2 separate regions of the Arabidopsis thaliana genome follow, and region 2 is linked to region 1. The links are chromatin contacts, called in public capture Hi-C maps. All regions are on one chromosome and are shown on one strand. The core of a region is the stretch at or near the end of the contact, and the rest is flanking DNA. Distances in the headings are between cores, read along the strand shown. Region 1 holds the start of RAD50 (DNA repair-recombination protein (RAD50)). Region 2 holds the start of AT2G32580 (transmembrane protein, putative (DUF1068)).

What was found. Capture Hi-C pulls out chosen DNA fragments and counts their contacts.
Region 2: a capture Hi-C map of seedling shows a contact between it and region 1, with 1.8 times the contacts expected there. The contact joins the promoter of AT2G32580 here to the promoter of RAD50 in region 1.

The regions. Positions count from the first base shown.
Region 1 is chr2:13,596,736-13,602,837 of TAIR10.1, forward strand. RAD50 (DNA repair-recombination protein (RAD50)) reads left to right here and starts at 3,696. Exons shown (of 27, transcript NM_128757.4): 1 at 3,696-4,044; 2 at 4,141-4,227; 3 at 4,359-4,526; 4 at 4,843-5,018; 5 at 5,133-5,247; 6 at 5,471-5,699; 7 at 5,881-6,059. The coding sequence starts at 3,922. GSL03 (glucan synthase-like 3) reads left to right here. Exons shown (of 43, transcript NM_179847.3): 33 at 1-141; 34 at 229-388; 35 at 597-716; 36 at 817-935; 37 at 1,028-1,111; 38 at 1,190-1,302; 39 at 1,396-1,625; 40 at 1,723-2,523; 41 at 2,609-2,659; 42 at 2,778-2,963; 43 at 3,083-3,695. The coding sequence ends at 3,331.
Region 2 is chr2:13,824,567-13,830,300 of TAIR10.1, forward strand. It overlaps AT2G32580 (transmembrane protein, putative (DUF1068)), which reads left to right and starts at 2,859. Exons shown (of 3, transcript NM_128817.5): 1 at 2,859-3,463; 2 at 4,087-4,110; 3 at 4,223-4,751. The coding sequence starts at 3,283. The coding sequence ends at 4,569. It overlaps AT2G32560 (F-box family protein), which reads left to right and starts at 97. Exons shown (of 5, transcript NM_179860.2): 1 at 97-850; 2 at 938-1,017; 3 at 1,101-1,279; 4 at 1,360-1,434; 5 at 2,011-2,694. The coding sequence starts at 254. The coding sequence ends at 2,195. EMB2795 (condensin complex subunit) reads right to left here. Exons shown (of 13, transcript NM_128818.3): 11 at 5,516-5,670; 12 at 5,289-5,399; 13 at 4,724-5,060. The coding sequence ends at 4,854. It also overlaps AT2G00860.

The DNA.
Region 1 (6,102 bases), core at 2,446-4,945:
GAAGAGTGGAACGTCGCTCTGGGCTCAGTGTCAAGCACTTGCTGACATGAAATTTACCTTTGTGGTTTCATGCCAACAATACAGTGTTCAGAAGAGATCCGGTGACCAACGTGCGAAGGACATATTGAGGCTTATGACTACGTATGTCTTCTCTCATCATAATTCTTCAATAGATCTGTTATGTCTTTCTTATATGCATTAGTTAACCTTACTATTTCTCTGTGACAGGTACCCGTCTCTACGTGTTGCTTATATTGACGAGGTTGAGCAAACACATAAAGAAAGCTATAAAGGGGCAGACGAAAAAATTTACTACTCAGCCCTTGTCAAAGCTGCTCCGCAGACCAAATCTATGGATTCTTCTGAATCTGTGCAAACACTAGACCAGGTACAAAAGTTAAAATAATGCTCTAGAATACTTTAAACTTTGGTGCTCAGTTATTTCTGTAAGCGAGGCTCTAGAGTATAAGCATATGAGGATTTTTCAATCTTTATTCTTGTTGCTGATTTTTGTGTGTGTGTGTCTTCTCTTTTTTCATTTGTGGCCATATCGTTGTTCTAGTTTTGGGGACTTAAGTTTATATTTCTTCCTGCAGGTCATATACCGGATTAAGCTACCAGGACCTGCAATACTAGGAGAGGGGAAGCCAGAGAATCAGAACCATTCTATCATTTTTACTCGCGGAGAAGGGTTACAGACAATAGACATGAACCAGGTGCGCCCTATTAACTTTTTCATTTTTTTCTGGGCTGAATGTCCTAGTTAATCACTTTATGCCGGTAGTTAAAATGTTGATTCAAACATTCGATAAACAGGACAATTACATGGAGGAAGCTTTCAAAATGAGGAACTTGCTTCAAGAATTTCTTGTTAAGCATGGAGGCGTAAGAACCCCTACAATACTTGGACTTAGAGAGCATATTTTCACGGGAAGGTAAAATAGTACAATCTTGTACTGCCATTTAGACAGTCAATTTGATCTTGGTGCACAAAATGATATCCTACTCGTCTCGTTTCTTGTGGCAGTGTTTCTTCTCTTGCATGGTTTATGTCGAATCAGGAAAACAGCTTTGTTACTATTGGGCAGAGGGTGCTAGCTAGCCCCTTGAAGTAAGTTTTTTTTACATCTCGTGGTGGAATTCTATGAAGGGAGACCTGGATTTGTAACTTTCATTTTGACTCCTCCAGGGTACGATTCCATTACGGTCATCCAGATGTTTTTGATCGACTGTTTCACCTTACCAGAGGTGGTGTCTGCAAAGCTTCTAAAGTTATCAATCTAAGTGAAGACATATTTGCTGGTACTTGCTTCATCGCCTTTTCTCCGGTGACACATATTATGATCTGTTTCCATACGTTTTTGTTTCGTTCTCTCATACCTTCGCTATTTTCAGGTTTCAACTCTACTCTTCGTGAAGGCAATGTGACTCATCATGAATACATACAAGTTGGTAAAGGGAGAGATGTAGGACTCAACCAGATTTCAATGTTTGAGGCAAAGATCGCTAACGGAAATGGGGAGCAAACTCTAAGCCGTGACCTATATAGGCTGGGGCACCGATTTGATTTCTTCCGCATGCTTTCTTGTTATTTCACTACAATTGGGTTCTACTTCAGTACTATGGTAGGTCATATTCCTTTTTCTTTATCTTATCTCACGATCAGTATGATACATGGGAAGTTTATCTCAGTCTGAAACATTATCTGTGTCTTTCTTACAGTTAACCGTGCTTACGGTCTATGTATTTCTATATGGACGGCTGTATCTCGTTCTTAGTGGTCTTGAAGAAGGATTGAGCAACCAGAAAGCTTTTCGATCCAACATGCCTCTTCAAGCTGCACTTGCTTCTCAATCATTTGTGCAGATTGGTTTCTTGATGGCCTTACCTATGATGATGGAGATAGGTCTTGAGAGGGGATTCCATAACGCCCTAATTGATTTTGTACTGATGCAGTTACAACTCGCTTCCGTGTTTTTCACGTTCCAACTGGGGACAAAAACTCATTACTATGGTCGAACATTGTTTCATGGCGGCGCAGAATACAGAGGCACTGGGCGTGGTTTTGTGGTGTTCCATGCCAAATTTGCTGAAAACTACAGATTCTACTCGCGCAGTCATTTTGTGAAGGGTATTGAGCTGATGATACTCCTGCTAGTGTATCAGATATTTGGCCATGCCTATAGAGGAGTTGTTACATATATTCTGATCACTGTTTCGATATGGTTCATGGTGGTGACTTGGCTCTTTGCTCCTTTCCTGTTCAATCCCTCTGGTTTCGAGTGGCAAAAGATCGTAGATGATTGGACAGATTGGAATAAATGGATATATAACCGAGGGGGAATTGGTGTTCCTCCAGAAAAGAGTTGGGAGTCTTGGTGGGAGAAGGAAATAGGACATCTTCGACACTCGGGAAAACGGGGTATCATCCTCGAGATTGTTTTGGCTTTACGCTTCTTCATCTTTCAGTACGGACTGGTTTATCAACTCAGCACCTTTAAACAGGAAAATCAAAGTTTGTGGGTGAGAGCTCTTACCCATCTCATGTTGCTCTTCTTGTTTTCGAATTCTCTTGGTTTTTAATAAATTGATTCTCAATGTTTCACAGATTTATGGAGCTTCATGGTTCGTGATCTTATTCATTTTACTTATTGTAAAGGTATGATAACTATCACCATGAACATATTCATTCACATTTTGGGTTTCTTAAGTATGAGATACCAACAATCTTTTAATCGATCAAGGTTGTTTACTAAACTGAATGTAACTAATCACAGGGTCTGGGTGTGGGAAGACAACGGTTCAGCACAAACTTCCAGCTTCTCTTCAGGATCATCAAGGGTTTTGTGTTCCTCACATTTCTTGGACTTCTCATTACTTTCTTAGCTCTTCGTTTTTTAACACCCAAGGACATCTTCCTTTGTATGCTCGCTTTCATGCCAACCGGTTGGGGAATGTTACTCGTAAGTTCTCATTCCTCCATTAAACTCCTCCAAATTGTTTTTAATACGTCTTTGTGTTTGTCTTGTTTCTGAGATAGTTGCTGCAATTCATTCAAAACATTCTCTCTTTTCTTTTCAAGATTGCACAAGCGTGTAAGCCTCTGATTCAACGGCTAGGATTCTGGTCATCGGTTAGGACGCTGGCTCGAGGCTATGAGATTCTCATGGGTTTACTTTTGTTCACTCCGGTAGCGTTCCTGGCTTGGTTCCCGTTCGTGTCTGAGTTTCAGACAAGAATGCTCTTTAACCAAGCATTTAGCAGAGGATTGCAGATTTCACGTATTCTTGGTGGTCAGAGAAAAGACCGCTCTTCCAAGAACAAGGAGTGAAACAAAAATCATATAAGCAGAGAACAGTTACACATGTATATAGTTTAATACTATTGAAGACAATTATGCCTCTTTTACTACGTTCTTACAAAGTAATCTATGGTTCTTTAGGAGTTGTGTATTCCGGATTTTGATTTTGTTTCGGTTCGGCTTACTTGGTTCTTAAATCTTCGGTTTAAGGAAATAGCGATAGTGTAGATCGGTTTGGCAAGGTTTTGACTTTTGATTGCATTGGTTCTATTTTGTATTAAATAAAAGATAAGTCCCTGAAATTGTAGTTGTTTTCAAAATACTCAAAATATTTTAGTACGCTTCTAATCTAACCCCAAAAGGAAGAAACTGTATACGACCGGAGGTTCTCAATCGAATACTACACCGGTTCAATTCGATTCTGTTTATAAACCGGTCTCTCGCGATTCAATTCGTCTTCTTTTTCCAATTTCCAGTTCCTTCTTCTTCCATTGTCGAGTTTTCATGATTTTCCCGCAAAACCCTTCTCGTTTATGGGTTTAACCTTCCTGTGTCACCAAAATTTTCTCCGTAACTTATCACCTCCACTTTTTCATATCTGTAATCGCTGAAGGTAAAAGATGAGTACGGTCGATAAAATGTTGATCAAGGGTATAAGAAGCTTCGACCCAGAAAATAAGAACGTTGTTACTTTCTTCAGACCTTTAACCCTAATCGTCGGCGCTAACGGAGCCGGAAAAACTGTAAAGTTCCTTAAACCTTTTCTCTTCTCCTCAGTTCACTCCCATTTCTTCGCCTCCGTAATTGAAAAGTTTGTGGCTATTTCGTGATTTTTGCAGACGATTATAGAGTGTTTAAAGGTGTCTTGTACCGGAGAGTTGCCACCGAACGCGAGGTCTGGTCATAGCTTCATTCATGACCCTAAGGTAAGTCTCTAGTTAGATTCTCAATTCTTACCTAATTTCATGTTTCTGTTGTTGATGAATGTGGAATTCAGGATTCGATTTCGCCTTATAGTAGTATTCAGATTGAAATTTCATTGGTTCCTACTATATAGGTTGCTGGAGAAACGGAGACAAAAGCACAAATAAAGCTGAGATTCAAGACAGCTGCAGGGAAGGATGTGGTATGTATAAGGTCATTTCAGTTGACGCAAAAGGCTTCAAAGATGGAGTACAAGGCTATTGAGAGTGTGCTTCAAACCATTAATCCTCACACTGGAGAGGTTGCACTTATCTCTTGTTATTAATCTTTCATTTGGTTTCTTCTCTCCCTTTTTTTAGCTATGTATTAGTATCTTGATTTTGGTTTGAAGGTCTCGAGCTAAGTGTTAGACTATCTATATTCCCTACAAGTTACAACGTTTGTTTTGTCTGCATATAGAATGATTTGATACCTTGTTTTTGTGAAGAAAGTCTTAACGCACAGCCTCATTGGAGTTTCTAATGTTGTTTTGTTATTTATTCCTCCATTTTTTTGCATGAGTTCCATCTAGATCATTTCTCTTTCTTATTTTGTCCACATACATTGTCAAATTGCAGAAAGTATGTCTCAGCTACAGATGCGCTGACATGGATAGGGAGATACCAGCTTTGATGGGTGTGTCAAAAGCTATTTTAGAAAACGTCATATTTGTGCATCAGGATGAGTCTAACTGGCCACTGCAAGATCCTTCTACTTTGAAAAAGAAGTTTGATGATATTTTCTCAGCCACCAGGTAGTTTCTGGCTCACCACCAACATTTCTCTTAAATCATCAGTTCCTTGCTGTATTTTGTTGTAGAAGAAACCGAATCCCAGAAAATGTAACATGTGTGTTTAACATGAAACAGATATACAAAGGCTCTGGAAGTTATTAAGAAACTTCACAAGGATCAAGCTCAGGAGATAAAAACTTTCAAGTTAAAATTGGAAAATCTGCAGACCTTGAAAGACGCAGCTTATAAGGTATGTTAGACTTTAACTTGTTTGACATTGATTTTTCTTTTCTTTTTCAGTATCCGACCCTGGTCTCTCACGCATAATTTTTTTTTTGTTAAGTCAAAGGAACAAAATTAACACTAACGTCGATTGTTTTAATTCTGAAAGTAATTATAGAGTATTGTATACATATGGTATGCATTTCTTAGGTTGTGTGGGCTATTCTTATGCCATGATAATTCCTATACAGCTTCGTGAGAGCATTGCTCAAGATCAAGAAAGGACAGAATCTTCAAAAGTTCAGATGTTGGAACTGGAAACCAGTGTTCAGAAAGTTGATGCTGAAGTTCATAATAAGGAAATGATGTTAAAAGATCTGAGAAAGCTCCAGGACCAAGTATCAATAAAAACTGCGGAAAGGAGCACCTTGTTTAAGGAGCAGCAGAGACAGTATGCAGCATTACCTGAGGAAAATGAAGGTTTTCTCTTTTACTATCACAATGTTAAGGTCCTTTCTGCCTTTTAGTAGTCTGTCCGTTTTACAGATTGAGTCCCTGCATTTGTATGAATTTACTTTTGCCTTTCTGTAAAGGTATCTCACATTTTGTTATTTCTTCACGTAGATTAAATTTGTTGGTGCTTGTAATATTTGTTGTTCAGATACTATTGAAGAATTGAAAGAATGGAAAAGCAAGTTTGAAGAAAGACTTGCTCTTTTGGGGACCAAAATTCGAAAAATGGAGAGAGAGATGGTTGACACAGAAACTACAATTTCTTCGCTTCACAATGCAAAAACTAACTATATGCTGGAGATCAGCAAGCTACAAACAGAAGCTGAAGTAAATCTGAAAAAGCCACCACATAGTAAAATATTATGAGTTC
Region 2 (5,734 bases), core at 1,609-4,108, 230 kb after region 1:
AACAACTTGGCAACTTCATTCAATTTCAAGTTCCAAAACAAGAGAGAGAGAGAGAGAGAGAGAGAGAGAGAGAGAGAGAGAGAGAGAGAGAGAGAGAGAGAGAGAGAGAGAGAGAGAGATAAAGAATATTTTATTGTGTCCATGAGTTGGTTAGGTGATCCTCCAATTCCAATTGGCTATCCATCTATCCTCTTCTTTTATTTATACTCTCAGAAACAAGAAATCAAAAAGGCAGCACAATAATACTGTCTAAATGCTTCTCTACTTTCTCATCACTTGTCTCTCTTTCTTTTTCTTTACCAAATCTCTTTCTCTTCCTCCATGGGCATCTGAAACCAAAACCTTGCTCTCCTTCTACTTCATCAAGAATCCCTTTATGAACACCCTACATCAGACCAAACACGATCCAGCCTCTCCGGTGATCGACCAAATGTCGGTTCTTGACCTCCCTGAGCTGGCTCTTGACTGCATTCTTGACCTTCTTCCACCCTCTGGACTCTGCAGCATGGCTAGGGTTTGTAGCTCCTTGAGGGAGAGATGTGTTAGTGATCATCTATGGGAGAAACATTTGAAGACCAAATGGGGCAAAATCCTTGGCCCTGCTGCTCACAGAGAGTGGCAATGCTATATCTCCTCTTCCACATATCATCTTGATTCTCCTCATCATCAAACTGGGAATCTTGGTTTTGCCAAAATCATCTCTCTGATCCGATCTCTTTCATCCGTTTTCCGAGAGGATAAACAAAGGAGGGGATATGCATCTTCTCTGCCACTTGATTCCAGCATGAGCTGCTACCTCTCCCTTGAAACAGGTCGTTTTTGGTTCCCAGCTCAAGTTTACAACCGTGAGGTAATCATTTCATAAACATAGTTGCTCCATTTTTGCTTTATGGATTTGATTAAAGTACTAAGAGGCTTTTTTTTGGTGAAAGAGCAGAATGGACATGTAGGGTTCATGTTGTCATGCTATGATGCGGAGCTCAGCTATGATACTCACACGGATACGTTCCAAGCCAGGTATAAAATATCTAATGTCCACATTTGACGCTAACAAATTTTCTTATTTCTCATCATAAGTTTACGTTTATTGGGGAGTTTAGGTATCCACCACATGGTAGACGAGCATCTGCGATTGAAAAGGGTGTGACATGGGATAGAATAAGAGCAGCTCCCATTGATGCATCACCTCATCTTCTCCATGTATCAGATTCTTTAAAAGAGTTGAAACCTGGAGATCACATCGAAATCCAGTGGAGAAGGAACAAAGAGTTCCCATATGGTAAATAATAATAATATGATGCTTTTGGTTTGAACTTGCAATCTGATTCTGAAAAAAGCTTGTGTGATGTTGTTGTGTAGGATGGTGGTATGGTCTTGTTCGCCACTTGGAATCCTGTGATGGAGATCATAACCATTGCCATTGCCATCTTAGTGGTGAGTTCTCATCTTCATCTTCATCTTCTGTGGTTAAAAAATGGAGTCTTGGTTGGTTGTTTTAAAATTGGCTGTCATATTCTATGCATTACTCATTGTCTCAGCTCATAAAGTCCATTAAATTCCCAAAACATAGTTGAAAAGGGTGAACATTGAAGAGAGCCAATTCAAGCAATGCCTTTTCTTGTTAAGATTGGTCCCAAAACGACAAATGATGATGATAATGTGATGATATGTCTTGATTTTCCTTGACATTTTGATAAATGTGTGTCTTCAGTTGATGTTGAAACCTCCACTTATGTCCTCATCGTTGGAATTTGCATTACTAATGGGTGTGGGGCTCAACAATGATTCTGTCTCTTTATCACTCCAAAAAAATCTCTTATTTTTATCATTTTGCTGGCACATTGCATGACCACATAAAAGTAGAAATCACATCGAAATAGATAATTTTTGGGATTTCTCTCTGCCCACTTGCATCTTGATTTAACCTTTGTCTACTGATAATGTGTTAAACGAGTTTTTGCATTCACATGTTGTACTAAATTGTCAAGTGTTGATGAATGGTAAAAACAGAGACGGTAGTGTTGGAATTCAACCAGTACACAGTCGGATCAAGGTGGAGAAGAACGATGATCATGAGAGATCATAAAGAGGAAGGTAACGAAGAAGACGGGTTCTATGGAGGAATCCGAAAGCTAAATTGTAAAGAAGAGATTGCAATGTGGAAACGTCACTGGCCTTGCTCCATCTTGGAATAGCATTAAAGAAGCTTTGCTTAAACACATGGGGAAAGATATTACACATCACTATACTGAGAGTAGGTTGTTAAATTTAGACGTCTATTCTCTTTTATCCAATGTATGGTTGATCGTGAATTATTTGTTGGGAATAAAGTCTATACGTGAAATTATTGTGTCACTTCGATTTGAGAAATATTGTGTTGTATAGGGAAAACTTAATACAATTGATTTGAATACTCAAAGAGCATTTTGGTTTTGATCTTGTTGCCGCTTGCTATGTCAAGCTCTCCCAGAGTTTCAGGTTTTCTGCTACACCTTCTGATCTCCTCTGAATTTTTTTACATGCCCTATTTAGAAATACACCTTTGTCACAATCAGTATCCAAAGACAAAGTTTCATACTGCCCATTGTCTGTTCCTCATTCCTATCTTGAGTCTTTTTTTCTTCTGCACCTCATCAGTATCATTGCCAAACAAATCATCTGTGGAGACAGAAACATTGAAACCACCTGTTGGGTTTGCATCAAATGAACATGTCGCTGCTCCTGGGAAGGATTGTATTTGAAAGTCAGAATCCTAATCAGAAGAAGAGACAAAAAAAGAAGCTTACCATTGCAGCATTAGTTGCTCCACTCTCAATAAACCCAAACTAAAGATTCTCATCTTCTTGAGAAGAAAGATTCCTGTAGTCATATTTTCCTTGCAACAAAGTAGCAATTCCATCGCCTAACGTTATCTAATAAGTAGCACTTTTGTAACGCTATAAGGAGGATCCTCCTTAGACACATCCTCAATAGTCAATACATAAAGTCATAGATATGTCTCTACACAGCTTCGGGATTCAACGTAGTTAGAAAATTAGTATCTGTAAGTCAAAAACATCACCGAGTAAAAAGAGTCCACCCATTAACTCAAGTCTCAACTTACACTTTGTTTTATTGGTCCCATACCTAAGTATAGAAAACCATTCAGTTGAATCTCCACCGACACCATAATCTGAGTGCAAGAGTCCATACTCTCCATCAGAGAGACTCAAATCCAATTCTCCTTACTGCAACAGCTCAAATTTGGAATCTTTTGTAAAAACCCAGATCAGCGGATCTCGAATGGCGAAGCACACGGCAGCGTTGAAGGTGGGACTAGCTTTACTGGCCCTCAGCATGATTGGCTACATACTTGGTCCACCGCTCTACTGGCACCTCACGGAAGCCTTAGCCGTTTCAGCCACTTCTTGCTCTGCTTGCGTCTGTGATTGCTCTTCGTTGCCTCTTCTCACCATCCCAACTGGTAATCACTATTTCCCTTTATTGGATCTTGCTTGATCGGCTCTAAAGTTTATTCATTTTCCCTGAGACAACGAGAGCAAATTTAGTACCTTTTTCATATTTGGTATTGTTTAGTAGTAGTTGGTGATTGAGTTGCCAGATTGCATGCTTTAGCTTGATGAGGGATTTTGAGTTTGAATCTCTATGCAGATAGATAGACAAGAATTGTGTAGATCTACAAGAATTGTTTTGTTTCTCTGATTATTTGGTTTGATAAGTATATCTGAAGCTATAGTTTTTGGTCATGGAGATTTGAAGTTTGCAGGCTGCTGTTCTTGTTTAAACACCAAGTTTGAGTCTTTGAGATCTGACTTGTGTTGTGATTTAGCTTCTGGTTTACTTGTTCTGGTCATTGTGACTTCTAATAGCAGTGTATGTGGTTTACTCTGTGTTTATCTTTATCTTTATCCATGTATGTGATTCACTCTTAATGAATTCATGGAGGTTGATATGGTTGTCCACAATGCCTTGTGATCATTGCTTCTTTACTATCTACAAACTTCTTTATCTACTATATGTGTATTTTTCGGATGATACCAAAAATAAAAAGCCTAACTCTTTTTACTTGTTTTCATATTGCTGCAGGACTCAGCAATGGTTCATTCACTGGTGAGTTTCTCTGTCAATTGGATTCATCAGTTAAAGAGTTCCCGGAAGAAAACTCTTGACTATGTTTTTAGTAAATGAGTCTTTTAAGAACATCTTGTCTTTTGATGCGCAGATTGTGCAAAGCGTGATCCAGAGGTGAACGAAGACACAGAGAAGAACTACGCTGAACTTTTAACAGAGGAACTGAAGCAGCGTGAAGCAGCATCGATGGAGAAACACAAACGAGTAGACACGGGTCTGCTAGAGGCCAAGAAGATAACATCATCTTACCAAAAGGAGGCAGATAAGTGTAACTCGGGTATGGAGACTTGTGAAGAAGCAAGAGAGAAGGCGGAGAAAGCACTTGTGGAGCAGAAGAAGCTGACTTCTATGTGGGAACAGAGAGCTCGTCAGAAAGGATACAAAGATGGAGCCACCAAGTCAACTGTTAAATCCAAAAGCGGCACTGAGGTTGCTTAAGGACACACCAAAGGTTTTGATTTCTTATCACACGAAAGAAAAGTTTCAGTGTATCTGTGAATTTGATTCATACTATTGTATTTAAGTTTTCTGATGGAGATAAATCAATCAGATGGAATGAAAACATGTAACCAAAACAACAAAGGATTAGTGGATTTTGAACAAAGTTACAACACAATCAAGTCATTACATTGAACTACAACATACTTATTAGGCATAGTGATGAGCACAAAGGCACTCTCTAAACACTCGGCTTCTCCTTTTGGTCTATCTTCACTTTTCTTTCAGGCAAGGTGTATTGTTAGATCATCCAAGTTTTGAGAACCAATGAGGCTGAGATTGTGCTCGTTCGCCAAATGCAGCAAGCAGATGAAACATAGATGTGGTGAGATGTCTTGGGTTCTCTCGGCTGCTTGGCAATCATCTGGGAAGCTAGCCAATAGCACTTTGAAAGATCTACTTTCAGGTGGTTCTTGTTGATGTTCCTCATCCTGCACAATCAGATTCTGTTAATATCATCACAGTAATGGGCAGAAAAGAAGGAAAAGCCATCCTTGGGTTAGTTTCGGCATGGAACCATAAGAAAAAGGTGCACTGCACTAAACAGGAATGTATGTGTGTGGAATTCTAGATTGTATGTTGACAAAACTTGGCTGATGTGAAGTACACGAATGAGTCATGTAAATCATAAGAGAGATAATCAGAGTATATTGGTTAACCTGAATTGGAGGTTGATGAGATTCCTGAAGACACTCCCAAAGAGTTTCCTTTAGCACTTGCACATCAACTTGTTTTGAAGCTTTATCGTATTGGACATCAATTTTGTTGACCTAAAGCATGAGTTGTGTAGGATAATTACAACAATGTTTCATTCCTAAGATAGATAGCTACAGCCTTTTAAAATGATTTGTAATGCTGTAACCATATGCAGATCAATCTATCATACCTGGCGTGGCTGAGAGATTAATGTGTTGGTATCCTCTGCATCACTTTGATCATTTTCATTATCATCGAATGGGCCATCATCATCATCATAAACATTATCATTTCCCCAGGATTCCCCATGTTCATAATCATCAGGCTGCTGTCTTGAAGTTTCACCTGGAATATGCACATAACAAAACAAGTGTAACATAAATATTTTTTTTTCAGAAACCCAATACAG